Regions from separate parts of the Sus scrofa genome. Here all the other regions are linked to region 1. Evidence: chromatin contacts called from public HiChIP or PLAC-seq data. All regions are on one chromosome and are shown on one strand. The core of a region is the stretch at or near the end of the contact, and the rest is flanking DNA. Distances in the headings are between cores, read along the strand shown. Region 1 overlaps LPP (lipoma-preferred partner). Region 2 overlaps LPP (lipoma-preferred partner). Region 3 overlaps LPP (lipoma-preferred partner).

Region 1 (3,024 bases), core at 277-2,776:
AACGGAGATAATTACTACATTTACTGAACAGATATTTTACGAGCATCTACCATGTGCCAGGGACTTTCTAAGCGTTGGAGCTAGACTGACAATAGTTCTATAAAACCTAGCTTCTCACAAAATGTCCATCAACAGATTTTTTTTAATTAAATTGAAGTATAGTTCATTTACAATGTTTGTTAGTTTCAGGTGTACAGAAAAGTGACTCAGTTATACCTACATATATATTTGTCTTTTTTTCAGATTCTTTTCCCTTATAGGTTATTACAAAATTTTGAGTAGAGTACCTCTGCTGTACAGTAGGTCCTAGTTGGTTATCTGTTTTCTAAATAGTAGTGTGTATATGTTAATCCCCAACTCCCAGTTTATCCTCCGCTTCCCCTCTCGTAAACATAAGCTTGTTTTCTGTGTCTATGGGTCTATTTAACAGACTCTTTTCTAAATGGTGTTAAATACTGACATTGGGTCAGTAAAGGATATTCTGGCAACACATCAGGGGGACAAAGAAAACCTGATCTGGGGAGACCTGGGGAGCCTTTTGAGAGGTTGTCATCTCTAAACAGAATCTGAGAAGCCTGTGAGAGTTTTCTAGTTGATAACCTGGGGACAGTAGAGAGGGGTGAGTTTTTTGGGAGGAGGAAAGAAAATGAGCCACTGCACAAAGGTGAGACATAGGTAATCCATAGAGTTCAGTAAGGTGAGAGCAGGGGGGACAGCATGGGAAGTACACTGGGCCTGAAGGTCAGAGCTGTCAATGTGTGCCTTCATAGAATTAATTGTGTGTCTTACTATGAGGTCACAAAGGAGGATGAGGTCAGCTAGAGGATGTGATGTTTGAGTTTAGTCACAAAGGCTGTCTAGGAGGGGTTTTTTTTGTTTGTTTTTATTGAGGCAGTCTATAGTTAGTCCAGGCAGAAGGAACTACAGTTGTAGAAATACATGTGTTTAAAAGAATGGTGTTTTCAGCTAGGTAAGGAATTCGAAGGACTTAGAAGATAAGGTAAGTGAAACAGAGAAAGAATATAGCCAAACTATTACATTGTGAGAGTTGAAGAGCAGCTTATAAATGGATTCAAGCTGTATAAATGAATGTATAAATGAATTTGTACATTGCACTCTTCAGCCTGTAGACATTTGGGGGTGGGGAGGTGAGGAGTTTGAATGAAGACTGGAACATTGAAGATTTTAGAAAAGAAATTAGAAGTATGTTTTCGAAGATCACTCTGGATATACCTGAATTGGAGGATCCGTGGTTTTTAAATGAAAGTTAGGAGTGTGACATCTCTGTTGTTTAGTGTAGCTTATCTAATTAACATTTTATATAAAATTCTACCTGTCAATTACCCTTTCCAACAATGATCAATCATTTCTAATATTAGGAAATTGTAATTAAATATATGGCAATGGTAACCGATGTTCACTGAAAATTTACTATGTCACTTTCATGTATTAATTCACTTGATCCTTGTAATAGCCCAATGCCTCAGCCTATCATTTCCCCACATTTTACAGATCATGAGGCCACGGTCCAGAGAGTCGAAACTGAAACTAGCGAGTGGCAGAGCTGGTATTTGAGCCATGGCAGTCTAGCTCCTAAGCCTGATTATATGAATTGACAACTGAATACATAATCGAAATTACTAACAGTGATTGTGTTAGTGAGAAGGGATTTTGGGGCAGTTTTTTGTTAGTTTTTTACAGTTCAGTGATTCAGTGATTTTGCAACAATTACCCAAGTCTAATTTTAGAACATTTCTTCCATCCCAAAAAGAAATCTCATGCCCATTTGTAGTCACTCTCTATTCTCACCTCAACCCGATGCAACCTTGAATCTGTTTCAGTGTTAAATCAGTCTTTAAATGAATATGACTTCAGTTTAGTGACAATTTGTTTTGAATGGAAGCAATTTGATAGGCTTAGCAATTTAGGAGTGTAACATAGTTTGAACCTCTAATTTCTAACATCTGTTCAAAGTAGTGTTCTCTGTTCATAATTTAGGGCAGCGAAGGGTAGAAGTGCCAGCCCTGAGTCAGTCATTGGTCATAAGCACATGACTAAGACTGCTCCAGGCCCCACACTTGAGTTCCCCATTTGTCTTTCGGAGATGCTGGAACATAAATAGACACATTATTGAACAACATTGGAGAATGGAATTCTTCTAGAAATTTTGATGTATTTGTATTAAACTTCTTCCTGTTATAAACTATTGAATTGTTTATAAAACATCTAGTATGTATAAAGCATTTGAACTGCTTGGCATTTTGAGGATAAAATCCACATCAATTTTAAATGAAATAAAACTCCCCATCCAGAATAGAATAGTAATTGCCAGACATAAAATAGCCCAGCTGTGGAGTGACTTAAAGGACAATTGGTCTAAGGCAGAAAGTACCAGCTAGGATGCTGCTATGCAAATAATTGTAAGGCCTGAATTACTCTACCTATTTGGTAGCACATATATCTAAAATGGCTTAAAATAAAAATTGCAAATGTACCAGATTTGATCAATCTTAGCATTGCTTTTTCTTATTCTCCTAGTCCCAAGTTAAAAATAATATCCGCCTGCCTCATTTTCCTGTGTGCTAGTTAGTAAGGATTAACTAGAGTTCTCAACAGGAAAGCAAGATATAGTAGACGACATTGTATAGTGAGTGAGAGCCTGCTAGAGATAATTACATAGTCACTCCCACTATATTACCCCTCAAAGAAACTGAGCCTAATATTCTCATCCTAAGCAATTTAACCAACTTCTAAAAAAAAAAAAAGTATAAGATATTATTTAGAGAATGAAATAGCTACTGTATGTAATCAGGAGGGAGAATTATAGCAAATTATAATACTCATTTGATAAGTATATAAAGAGCTACTCTCAAAGCTTTGTACTATACCTCCTAGGTAATTGTTGAGTTGTGCTAACTGTCCTTAATAAAGGAGAAGAGATAAAGAACTGCTAAAAAAAATCAATTGTTACAGTTGTTCTTTAGGTTTTCCCCTCTGGGCATAGATTAAGTCTAATTTCATGCT
Region 2 (3,024 bases), core at 359-2,858, 250 kb before region 1:
GTGGGTTCAATCCCTGGCCTAGGGCAGTCGGTCCTCAATTACTGTAGCTGTGGGATAAGTTGCAGCTGCTGCTCAGATTCCACCCCTGGCCTGGAAACATCTATATGCCAAAAAAAAAAAAAAAGAGGAGCCACCATCTACAGTGTCTAGCTACATCATGTCAGTGAGAGTTCTTTTTTTTTTTTAATCTTTTTGCCATTTCTTGGGCTGCTCCCGCGGCACATGGAGGTTCCAAGGCTAGGGGTTGAATTGGAGCTGTAGCCACCGGCCTACACCAGAGCCACAGCAATGCGGGATCTGAGCCACGCCTGCAGCCTACACCACAGCTTACGGCAACACTGGATCCTTAACCCACTGAGCAAGGCCAGGGATTGAACCTGCAACCTCATGGTTCCTAGTCGGATTCGTTAACCTTTGAGCCACTGAAGGTCACAGGTCATATGATTCCATTTATATGAAAAGTCCATAATAGGAAAATTCATAGTCTATGAAGACAGAAAGTAGATTAGTGGTTGCTGGCAGGGGTGGGGTGGGGCATAGGGAGTGACTGCTAATGAGTATGGGATTCTTTTGGGGTCAGTGAAAATGTTAAGTTAGATTGTGGCAGTGGTTGCACAGCTCTGTGAATATACTAAAAACTGAATTGTAGATTTTAAATGGGTGAACTGTACGGTTTGTGAATCATATGTCAATAAAGCTGTTAAAAAATCAGTACCTTGCCTTTCGATCTACAATCTCTGAGGGTTGTTTCAGCAAATCGGATCATCTATAGTGCCAAATTTTTAACTCACCTGATTTTTTTTTTGGGCCAAGAAGTCATGTATACTTAACAATGGTGACCATTCAGAAGGAAAACTTGTTAATACAACCAGAGCCACTAGACTTGAAATTTATTTCTGCCCAACTTCATGCACAGTCTTTTCAGGAGCTTGAAAAATTTATACTTCCAGAAATGTTGATTAGTGAGATATCTGATAAGAAATAACAGGGTACTGACAGCCCTGATTGTATAAATAGGCGTTTGGGATTGTGTTCATGGTTTGCTTGTCAGTATAGGAGAAATGTGTGATTATGTTGAATGGTGGTTAATTTCCTTATCCACCCATTTTAAAAATAAAGATGTACGGCTGGGAGACAGGTGCCCAGGGAGAAGAGGAGCCCTGAAGCCTTGATAATGAACCCCAGAAAGAAACAGGTTCCTATTGAGGAGTTGGCATTTGAGTCTTGGCCCATGTCAGGCTGTCTGATGAGCTGGGGAACTGTAACTGGTGCCTTAAGATTTTCTATTTACTCTTGTTCTCTGTTTGTTTAGACAGCTTTCCCCCCTCCTCTTTCAAGATCACTGTCCTACCCTCTGTGACTGACTTACTGTGTCAACAGAGTTGGAAGAGCAGCCAGTGGTTGTGTGTAGAGGCTGGAGGAAAGCTGTGCTTTCTAGCTTTGTATGTGAGCAGTTCATATACAAACACTTCTCTTTGATTAAGTATCCAGTGAAACCAATTCACATGAACTCCAATTAAACTTTAATGAACAAGTGGGTGTATTAATATCAGCTGAGTAATGCAGGCAGCACAGATTCCAGTAAGTGAGTCACTTCTGAGCAGCTCATTCCCCATGCACGGTTAGAATTACTAGAAAGCTTCCAGCTATATTTGAGTGGATCTGGTCTGGGCCTTGTAATTCTAGCAATCCTCAGGGCTTGTTATTCATCTCGTGACAAAACCACAGTGATCCAGACCTCTGTTTTCAGAGCTAGGAATGGGGTTGGGGAGACTTTTTCAAATTGAGCAATTAGGCCTTTTCATGAAGGAGTGACCACATGGACTTTTATGTTGTTCTCCTTCTGTTTTTTCTTTTTTCTTTTTCTTTTTTTTTTTTTTTTTTTGGTGAGAGTTCTTTCTCCTTCAACCCAGGGACAATTGTAGGTGAAGGTCAAGGCAGTGAAAGTGGAATCTTCAGTTTTGAACTGAACGTAGTCCCCCCTAAGTCTCACGTCATCCCCTCCTGCTATTCTGCCTCAAGTTGGCAAGCCTCCGATAGTTATACCAGACACAGTGAGATGTGCTTGGCATGGTGAGCCTCTGAGGGCACAGACCCTGTTCCTTCAACTGTACCTATTTCCTAGGGAAGATTAAATGAGATAATGAGTATAATGCTCTTATGTTCATGGCTAGTACATAATGAGTTGTCCATAAACATTAGTTAATTCGTGCCAGTGGAGGAGTGATGGGAGATGGAGATGATTGTGACTTGACAGTGGAGGGACTAAGACTCTCCTAGATATTTGACTTACACTTAAAAATGTCTGTGATTACAGAGTGATAAAGATCAAGTGTGAATGAGCAGGGAGGATTCAGGGACCAAAGAGATTCCTGAGGTTGGCGGCACCTGAGAGGCTGCGTGATCCTGGCCTGTGGGTCAGGTAGAGGGTAGGGTGAGGGAAGGATTTGGAAAGGCAGTTTGAGAATGAATGAAGAAAGTGAGCGAAGGCAGAAGCCCCTGACATACGACGTGCAAGGTAGGGAATGTTTGGTGTGGTTAGATTGGATGATGTGTTGGGGCTGGAGGGGGCTCACTGAGGCTGAACCCAGCCTCTGCCTTAGCCCCCAAGCCTCAGTTCTTTGGTGTTCATCTAGAAACCAGTTGAAGGTAATGCAGTGGTCAGACAGCTGGAGATAAACACTAGGTTGGAGAATGGGCTTTAGGCCTGTTAGCTCAGTGGGCTTGTTAACACAGCATCCCTGAATCAGAGTTACCCTCTTCCTCTCAGATGACATCTGTGTGTGAGGACCGTAGTGGACAGAGCCTGTAAAATTCCTAACCTTGAAGGGCAGAGAGCTTGTGCTTCCTGCAGTCAGGTACCTCCCAGGACTGGGAGGAAGGGCCTGAATTGTACACTCCCAGTTCCTTCTCCAGACTTGATACTTAGATAAATCATCGCTTCTTCCCTGTGGACAAGGGAGTGGAGGAAGGCCAATCTGAAAAGGCTTAAAGCAAGATAGAAAAGAAATATTCTTTCACCCC
Region 3 (3,024 bases), core at 235-2,734, 180 kb after region 1:
ATCTAAACTTTTCTATCTGTAAACCCAGTGATCGTGCTATTCTGGAGGTTGCAAAGAAGGGTGACTTTCCTCTCTCACACAAAGCAAGACTGTGGAGAGACTTACTCTCTGAATGAAAGGGGAGAGGGAAAAAGTAGGAACCTTCTCATGTTTTATTCAGATGTTAACAAAGAAAATTGAGAAGTGTGTTTCCTTAAAATTGACACCATTTTTTTTTTATCCCAAACATTCTGGTAAGTGATAGCAGACAATTGTGCAAGATTTTTGAGAGAGGAATTTTTCCAGGAGCATAGTCCTGGTGGGAAATATTACTTAAAAGTAATGCGCTAATCACTTTCAAACTTGCATATTTCCACATACTGTGTGCATACATACAGTTATTAATAACTGTTCCCACGATGTCACTTCAGCACTCAGAGAGCTGTGTTGCTATGCAAGTGCCAGAGATGGAATCCATGCTGACTGCAGTTTAGCAATGAGCATTTTACAGACACGCAAGGGCGAAGATGGCCTGAGGTCTAAGACTCCATGCCTGGGTCTCCTTCTGAGCCCTGATGTAGCATCATGTGTCAAATATTCATGGCATCCATCTGCCCACTCTACTGAGAAGATAAATGGCACTGCCAGCATTGCCAAGAAGCTTAGATCCTCAAAATCTATCCACTCACATCCAGTACCGCATTCCATCTTGTGACTTTTGCATAGGAATTCCTTAGAATGTGATCTCTGGATTCAAGCTCCAGATACATAAATATTTTCTACTCAGTTGTGCACATTATTTGTATTAATATTCATAGAAATTTATTTTACAGTGATATATCTTATGGAATTCCTTACATTTATTGTTGTTTATAATTTTATTTATATAAAATATATGTAACACTTTGAGTAACCTAGTTGCTCCCCAGTAACACTTTGAGTCACCTCATTGCTTGCCCAAATTTTCTCTAACACACACACACACACACACACACACACACACACACACACACACACTGGTAGAACTAGGACTAGAATCCAATTTTTCTCACCACAAATCTGCTACTTATTCCACTCAAGTGTTTTTTTATTCTTTAAAAGAATAATAATATGTTATTTATTATTATTAACAAACCTGCAAATGAATATTGAATGTAACTCCAGTTTACAAAACAAATCAGTTCAGACCAGCTATGGTCAAACAGAAACCAGAGCCTGGCCTTCACCGATCCCAAGATTCTTCTGCAAAACCTAGTACTCTACATCCTGCTGCCATATTTTCCATTTTTAGAACATACAGATGTACAAATCCAAAGTATACCAGGTGTTTCAGACAGAAACAGAGTGGTTGTGCTGGTTCGAAGGATAATGGAGTTATCCTTGCTCTGGAATCATGTAGGAGTCATCTATGTGGGCTGCAGATTCCCACACAATACTTCCATTTACAATGAAACGTTACCTTATGTGGAGGGAGAAATTCTTTATGCTCAGGCAACAGCGCCTACTAGTGGAATGAAACTAATATTTGAAGTAGAAAGTGGAGAATGCTTTTGTGCAGCTGAAAGTGTGCTGTACTGAGAGCTTAAAGGCCTTAATTGAGGTGTCATTTCTGCTGTTAGCTTCCTGTAGGATCTTAATCAAGGCACTGCCTCTATCTGAGCCTTTGTGTTTTCCTCTCTAAAAGAAATTAGACGGGATGTTTTCTAAGTTTTCACATGCTCTTACATTTTAGGACTTTTAAAAGTCCTAAAATATGTTATGGGCATTTCAGCACCAAGTAGAAAAATCAAAACCCAGGAAGACTGATTGGCTTCCCTGGGACATAGTATCAAGCAAGAAGATCATCATCTCTGGGTCCAGCACCATGCATACAGGAAATGTGGTCCAGTTCAAAGATCTCTAGACATGGGGTCAAATGAACTGAACTTGATTTCCAACTTCTCCATTATCTACCTCTCAAGTCATGCACAAGGTTATTCCTAGGTTAACACATTTTCTAAAAGAGGATAATTGTCTTACGTGGCTTTTAGTTATTGTTAAGATTCAAATGAGAACATGGAAACGAAGTTTTATGTGAACTTGCAGGATTACTCAGTTTTCATCTATTAGAAATTTAAAAGAACTAATGTTATAATTTTCATTCTGCGCTTTTGGCAGTATCAGATGGGAAAACACATTTACTATTATAAGGCAACGTTAAATATAAGGTGCACTTGTTACTATTATAAGGAGAAGACTGTGGATTTGAAATACAATTCAGGAAAACCCAGTGTTAGGGTTGCTCTTAAATAACCAGAATATGTTTGGAGATTTCCCAGCAATAAAACTAAAAGCAACTGGGCAAATTTAAAGTTTTTTCAACTTTAAGTGGAGACTGAGGGAAACAGAAGTTCCCATGAGAGTTACCAAAGAGCACATTTTAATCATATGTCAAAAATCACCACAGTAGCAGTTACTAGTACTAGTAAACATTGTTTTTCCTGTTAACAGATCCATCATGAAACAAATTTTAAATATAGAAGAATAGATTAAAAATTAATAGCCAGATTATGAAAATGTCTATGTGTAAAAATTAACTCGAAATCTTGCTTTAGCCAAAACAGATACTAATATTCCTATTAGGGATGTTGTAAGGTTTGTGCAAGTTTCCTGTCAGGCCGGATGTTTTTTAAGGATTTTGGAATTCTAAAGTTAGAGGACAGGTTAAGTGGGCTTTAAGGCTGGACTGCCTGGCCCCTAATTGCAGCTTCAATAGTTAACTCTGTGGTCTTGGGCAAGTTACCTAATCTGCAGGCTGCCATTTCTTTAGCTATGATGAAGATAATGAGAGGACCTACGTCATCAGATTGTTGGAAGGATTACTTGAGGTAATATATTTAAATACTTAAAACAGTGCTTCGCAGATAATAAGTGCTGAATAAATCCTGATTATCATTGCTCTGGGGTCTACAAATTGTTTCAGGATCAGGATTGAATTTTCAGCACTGAATTCTATTAGTACCCATTGGTGAAAATAAATCTTACATAACTGCTTCAACGACACAG

The links. HiChIP or PLAC-seq counts read pairs in DNA pulled down with a chosen protein or histone mark.
Region 2: a contact with region 1 is called in an H3K27ac HiChIP or PLAC-seq map of alveolar macrophages. The contact joins two enhancer-like sites. A contact is called at or near these places in 1 of 47 Hi-C or Micro-C datasets (embryonic fibroblasts) and 1 of 2 datasets of contacts at active chromatin or transcription factors (alveolar macrophages).
Region 3: an H3K27ac HiChIP or PLAC-seq map of alveolar macrophages shows a contact between it and region 1. The contact joins two enhancer-like sites. A contact is called at or near these places in 2 of 2 datasets of contacts at active chromatin or transcription factors (alveolar macrophages and skeletal muscle).

Annotation. Positions count from the first base shown.
Region 1 is chr13:126,162,120-126,165,143 of Sscrofa11.1, forward strand. All of the region lies in intron 5 of LPP (lipoma-preferred partner), which reads left to right. Among named protein-coding and RNA genes, the nearest start is that of MIR28, 120 kb to the right of the region's middle. Within about 2 kb of position 1,527, at least 3 of the 83 cell types and tissues checked have an H3K27ac peak or open chromatin away from gene starts, as enhancers often do. A contact at or near this core is called in alveolar macrophages, where this site is marked.
Region 2 is chr13:125,916,138-125,919,161 of Sscrofa11.1, forward strand. The region is part of intron 2 of LPP (lipoma-preferred partner); the gene reads left to right. Among named protein-coding and RNA genes, the nearest start is that of LPP, 140 kb to the left of the region's middle. Within about 2 kb of position 1,609, at least 23 of the 83 cell types and tissues checked have an H3K27ac peak or open chromatin away from gene starts, as enhancers often do. A contact at or near this core is called in alveolar macrophages, where this site is marked.
Region 3 is chr13:126,346,562-126,349,585 of Sscrofa11.1, forward strand. The region is part of intron 7 of LPP (lipoma-preferred partner); the gene reads left to right. Among named protein-coding and RNA genes, the nearest start is that of MIR28, 66 kb to the left of the region's middle. Within about 2 kb of position 1,485, at least 4 of the 83 cell types and tissues checked have an H3K27ac peak or open chromatin away from gene starts, as enhancers often do. A contact at or near this core is called in alveolar macrophages, where this site is marked.